Regions from separate parts of the Sus scrofa genome. Here region 1 is linked to region 2. Evidence: chromatin contacts called from public HiChIP or PLAC-seq data. All regions are on one chromosome and are shown on one strand. Each heading gives the region's core, a stretch centred on a gene start, on an enhancer-like site or on the middle of the called end of the contact. The rest is flanking DNA. Distances are from core to core; before and after follow the strand shown.

What was found. HiChIP or PLAC-seq counts read pairs in DNA pulled down with a chosen protein or histone mark.
Region 1: an H3K27ac HiChIP or PLAC-seq map of alveolar macrophages shows a contact between it and region 2. The contact joins two enhancer-like sites. A contact is called at or near these places in 1 of 47 Hi-C or Micro-C datasets (embryonic fibroblasts) and 1 of 2 datasets of contacts at active chromatin or transcription factors (alveolar macrophages).

Annotation. Positions count from the first base shown.
Region 1 is chr17:36,253,232-36,255,931 of Sscrofa11.1, reverse strand. No RefSeq gene overlaps it. Among named protein-coding and RNA genes, the nearest start is that of NOL4L, 54 kb to the right of the region's middle. Within about 2 kb of position 1,306, at least 5 of the 83 cell types and tissues checked have an H3K27ac peak or open chromatin away from gene starts, as enhancers often do. A contact at or near this core is called in alveolar macrophages, where this site is marked.
Region 2 is chr17:35,688,414-35,691,113 of Sscrofa11.1, reverse strand. It overlaps CCM2L (cerebral cavernous malformations 2 protein-like), which reads right to left. Exons shown (of 10, transcript XM_021077713.1): 10 at 739-1,918. Among named protein-coding and RNA genes, the nearest start is that of CCM2L, 19 kb to the right of the region's middle. Within about 2 kb of position 1,358, at least 14 of the 83 cell types and tissues checked have an H3K27ac peak or open chromatin away from gene starts, as enhancers often do. A contact at or near this core is called in alveolar macrophages, where this site is marked.

The DNA of each region.
Region 1 (2,700 bases), core at 57-2,556, 560 kb before region 2:
TGTGGCGTATGTAAGTTCCTGGGCTAAGGGTCGACTCAGAGCTGCAGCTGCAAATCTGTGCCACAGCCACCGCAACAGTGGATCTGAGCTGCATCCATGACCCACACCGCAGTTTGCGGCAACGCCAGATCCTTAACCTACTGAGCGAGGCCAGGGATTGAACTTGCATCCTTATGTATATTAGTCGGGTTCTTAACCCTCTGAGCCACAACAGAAGCTTCCCTCACCTTTATTTTGAAGCTAAGACTTGGAGTTCTCTTATGGCACAGTGGGCTATGGATCTGGTGTTTTCGCTGTAGTGGCATGGGTTCAATCCCTGGCCAGGGGACTTCCACATGCTGTGGGTGTGGCCAAAAATTTTTTAAAAAGCTAAGACTTTAATCCTTATTTTCCCTGTCTTAACACATTTAATCTTGACAACCACTTTATAAAGTAAGCGCTGTCATCAGCTCCATTTTCCAAAGGGTAAACCAAGGCACAGAGAGACAAGTCCTAGCCCAAGGTTCATATCTAGTAAGTGGTGCTGCTGGGATTTGAACCCAGGTTGCTGAGTGAAGGGCTACTGTCATGGCCACTGCACGGTCCACCTTCGCTCTGGGGTCTCCGGAAGCTGCCCACTCAGCAGCCGTGCACTGAAGCTCCTGTCTGAGGGCGAAGCTTCTTGCAAGTGGCTGGTCTCAGGAGCTCTCAGGGGAGCCTGTGGCTTCTATTTCCCAGATGGCCAGGGTGGCCTTCTTCTAGCTCTGAGTCGGGCCCGGGGATGTGCCGTGGGTGCCCTACTGCCCCCAGCTGCGCCGCCAGCAGCCTGGCCCCACCGGAGGCCACGTTAAGACCATGTTATGCTCTCATTTCATCTCACCCTGTTTAGCACCATCCGTAGAGAGCGCCCCGGAGGGGAACCCAGGCTCAGAGAGGGGAAGTAACTTGCCCAGACACACAACCAGGAGACAGTGAGCCTGGGGTTGGAGCCAGGTCATTGGACTCCAGAGCTAGATGTTCAAGACACGAGTTCCCTTGGTAACAAAACAGTGGGCTCCCATGGCCAGGGCAGCGGAGCCACCGTGGGCCACACCCCATCAGGCCCCACTCTCCTCTGCCCAGCGGCCACGCCTGCAGACCCATTCAGCCCCCACGCTGGACAGATATGATCTCGGGTTCCCTGATAATCTCCCTGGGCCTCCCCTTCCCAGCCGCACATGGCCCAACAGTCAGTAGCCTAAAAACAGGCAGATAGGTCACCAGCACTGAGCGCCTCCGTGAGAAGCAGTTGCCATGGTGGCCGCTTGGCCGCGTGGAGCTTTATCTCCACCTCCTGGAGCAGGGCCCCTGGAGCTTCCTCCTTCTGGGGTGCAGACTTTTCACTCTGAGTGGTTTGTTTCTTCCCCTTTAGCTCACTGGTTCCTGGAGATAGAGTTGTTCATCTGTCTGTCCATCTGCGGACTGGGCACCTCTTGTGGGCTGGGCCCCCGCCAGGCTCACTTCTGCAGGCAGCTTGCTGGCCCTCACCTGCCCCAAGGGTGGCCAGGACCTCAGGTGCTTCCAGATCACCTTGGAAGCAAGGGTGCACGCCTGCGAGTGCAGGATCTGTTGGTAGAACAGGACCTGGGTTCAAATCCTACTGCCAATAATTTAATAATAAAGACACAACCCAATTTTTTTTTCTTGTCTGTGCCCTTGGCACAAAGATGTTTCTGGGCCAGGGACTGAAGCCACAGCACAGCAGCAGCCCAAGCGCTGCAGTGACAACGCCAGATCCTTAACCCGCTGCACCACAAGAGAACGCCACGTCTCATTTTTCTTTCTTTCTTTTTTTTTTTTAGGGCCACACCTGTGGCATATGGAAGTTCCCAGGCTAGGGATCAAATCAAAGCTGCAGCTGCCAGCCTATACCACAGCCACAGCAATGCCAGACCCGAGCTGGATCTGCAACCTGTGCGGCAGCTTTCGGCAGTGCCAGATCCTTAACTCACTGAGTGAGGCCAACATCCTCGTGGATACTAGTCGAGTTCTTAACTCCCTGAGTCACAACGGAAATTCCCACGCCCCCCCCCCCCACTTTTTTTTAATGGGCAAAGGACATAGACTTTCTGCAAGGAAGATAAATGGCCAACAAGCAGATGAAAGACGCTTCATGAACATCACCAGCCATCAGGGACAGGCACGTGCAACCCAAACCACACGAGCGACCTTGTCACACCCGCTACGGTGGCTAGAATCCGAAAGACAGAGAATAACACAGGTTGGTGAGAATGTGGAGACACCATGCCCTTCTCTGCCGTTGGCGGGAATGTTAGCGGTGCAGTCATGTTAGAAAAACGCCTGGCAGTTCCTCCAAAGGTTAAACAGAATTACCCCATGACCCGGCAATCCCACTCCCAGCTCTCTACCCCAGAGAAGTGAAACGGTGTGTCCACACCCAAAACTTACACAAACATCACTAGCATTATTTGTAATAGCCAAAAGGTAGAAAGAGCCTAAGTGCTTTTCGACTGAGGAACTAATAAACATAAGATGGAATATGACTTGACCGTGAAAAGGAATGACATAATGAGACACGCTACAGCGCGGATGAGCCTTGAAGATACACTGAGTGAAAGAAGCCGGTCATGATGACCACATAGTGCGTGGATGCATTTGTGTGAATTGTCTAGAACAGGCAAGTCTAGGGAGGGGGTTGGAGGAAGTCGGGGGGTGGGGGTC
Region 2 (2,700 bases), core at 109-2,608:
GCAATGCTATTATATTGACGTTGGTGTTAGTAGTTACCTACCTACCTCATGGTAAGTAGCCTGTCTGGCCATGGAAGCCCACATGAAGTTCACAACTAAATTTTAGCCCTTCTATGCAGTTCTCTTGCTTCTTCTCAGGGCTGCTGCTTCTTCTCCTTCTTCCTCTTTGTCTTCTTCCTCTTCTTCTCCTTCTTCTTCTTTTTTGTCTTTTAAGGGCCGCACCCTCAGCATATGGAAGTTCCTAGGCCAGGGGCTGAATCGGTGCTGCAGCTGCTGGCCACAGCCACAGCCACAGCCACGTGGGATCCAAGTTGCGTCTTCGACTCACACCACAGCTCACGGCAATGCCGGCTCCTTCACCCACTCAGCAAGGCCAGGGATCGAACCCGAGTCCTCATGGGTACTAGTCGGGTACGTTGCTGCTGAGCCATGATGGGAAGTCCTCAGGGCTTCTTTCTTTTAGCCTCTGAGGCTGTGCTTACCCCGAATTCTCTCCCACTCCAACCCTGTCTTCGGGTTTCTTTGACTATCCCGGATGTGATGGCTGTCTGTGGAATCTTGAGTACTGCTCTGTGGTCCTTGAGCTGGGAGCCGGGCTATAAGAGAGCTGTGAGGGGCAAGTCCTAGGTCCTCCTCTCAAACTGGGAGCTCCCTGAGGGTCTTCTTACATCTCACCCCCACCTCAACACCTGTTCCAGTGCACACAGGGTAAAGACAAATAAACTGAGTCCGAAAGTGTTCAGTGGGGAAAGGAACAGCATTTATTGAGCATCTATCATGTGCCGGACCCAGCAGGTCTTGCCCTTCAGGGATCCCTATGACCAGCCCCTGTGAGGTGGGTGGGACCAACTCAAGGGTCAGCAGAGGAAATGGGAGGCACCAGGAGGCCAGGACCCCTACCACAGAGGAGGCCTAGGTCTGTCCAGCTCCAAATGCAAGATCTGAACAAGCAGCTTGTTCAGAGCCTTGGGACCAGGACCGGGACACAGATCATCCTCCCGGGGATCCACTCTCAGTAGAAAGAAACTACTTTTCTACCCTGACCATCTAATCTCTGCCATCTGGGAAGATGAGACCCGGATTCAGAGCTTTAAAAATACCCTCTACACTATCTAGTAGAGTCAGTTTGAGGTAACATCTGAGGGGAATCAGGAGACTCCTTCAAGTTCCTTCTCCTTTTGAAGCGGTTTCCTAAACTGTGTAGTAGGAGGAGTAGAGGCCATCAGGCGCTGGGAATTCTTTTCTCAATCGGCCAGCAGGTGGCGCCAACTCTTCATCTATCCCTCGGCCTCCAGAAAGCCACGGAGTCTGGAAGAGGAGCGAGTGCCCGATCCCTCCGGGCTAGTGAGACGAAGCAGTTCGCAGCCCACCCGTGGGCAGAGGGGCTGCTCGGTCCCTGTTAGGGTTCCGCCCTCTGCAGGACATTCTCGGTACTGCAGGGCCCGGAGCCCCAAGGGTAGGGACAGAGACCACCGGAGGGTGGAGCCTTGGGGTTTGAGCAGGGGACCCTGGGGATGGAGTCCCACAGGCCAGAGTGAGCGAGTCGCAGAGGCAGGGTTGCGGGACCACCCTTTCCCCGCCCTTTTCAGGGGCGGCGGCGCAGGCTACAGGTAGTTGTCCTCGGCTGCATCGCCCCCGCCCGGGGACCCCCGGGACTCCTCGTCCGTGCTGTCGTCGTCGTCCGGGGCCAGCGCCTCGATGTCGTGCGTGATGTCGGCCAGCAGCCGGTGGAAGGCCTGCGCCTCGGGCCGCTGGGCCGCGCCATCGTAGCTGCGCACGGCGGACGCCGACGTGGAGCTCATGCTGCGCTTGATGCGGCCGAAGCTGTCGGTGAGGATGCCACCCTCGCGGATGCCCACACCCTCCAGGAAGCCCTCGAAGTAGCCGATGTCCTGGTCCGGGATGAAGGGCCGCATCCCTGTGGGCCGGGGAGCAGGGTGAGTCCTCGGGGGTCAACCCTTCCTTTCTCACGGAGGAACCACCTTCCCTGGAGAGTGGAGTTCAGATCTCCACCTGCCACTTGTGGGCTGGGTGGTCTTGCACGAGTCTCTGAGCCAGAGAATAATGGCATAATGCTCTGCACACAGCAAATGCTCACTGTATGTTAGCTTATTATTGTTATTATTATTGCCTCAGTGGTTACGTTCCCATGTATTAGTTGTGTAACCCTCCTTGAGTAATTACACTGAGCCTTACTTGTCACACCTGTAGCACTGAGACAACCTTTTCTGTTCTCCCGGTAGGGCTGTGAGGATTAAATAAGGTACTTAGCATACACTGAGTGCTCCCTTTGACTTCTGTTTGACTTCTGTCGCTACTTACTAGCTTTGTGACTTATGTACTTTGCTTCTCTAAGCTTGTTTTTTCACCTGCAAAATGAAGGCAAATAATAGTTACAGCTTCCCAGAACCGAGGGCATTCAATGAGATGATCCTTGGCACAGGGTAACCGCCAAATATATGTTAACTTATTAATATCACCAGTCCTGTTGCTGTTATCATCAGCCCTCCTCACTAGCTCTGTGACCGTGGACAAGTTCTGTCCCCTCACGGAGCCTCAGAATTCTCACGGAGTAAAATGGGAAGGATCACTGCTTTGCTGTGAAGGTGAGACGGCTATACCTGTGCTTTCTTTCCCAGCTCAGTGACTGCAGTCACCTCCCCTCCCTGCACCTTGGTTTCCTCCCATGCCTCATTGATC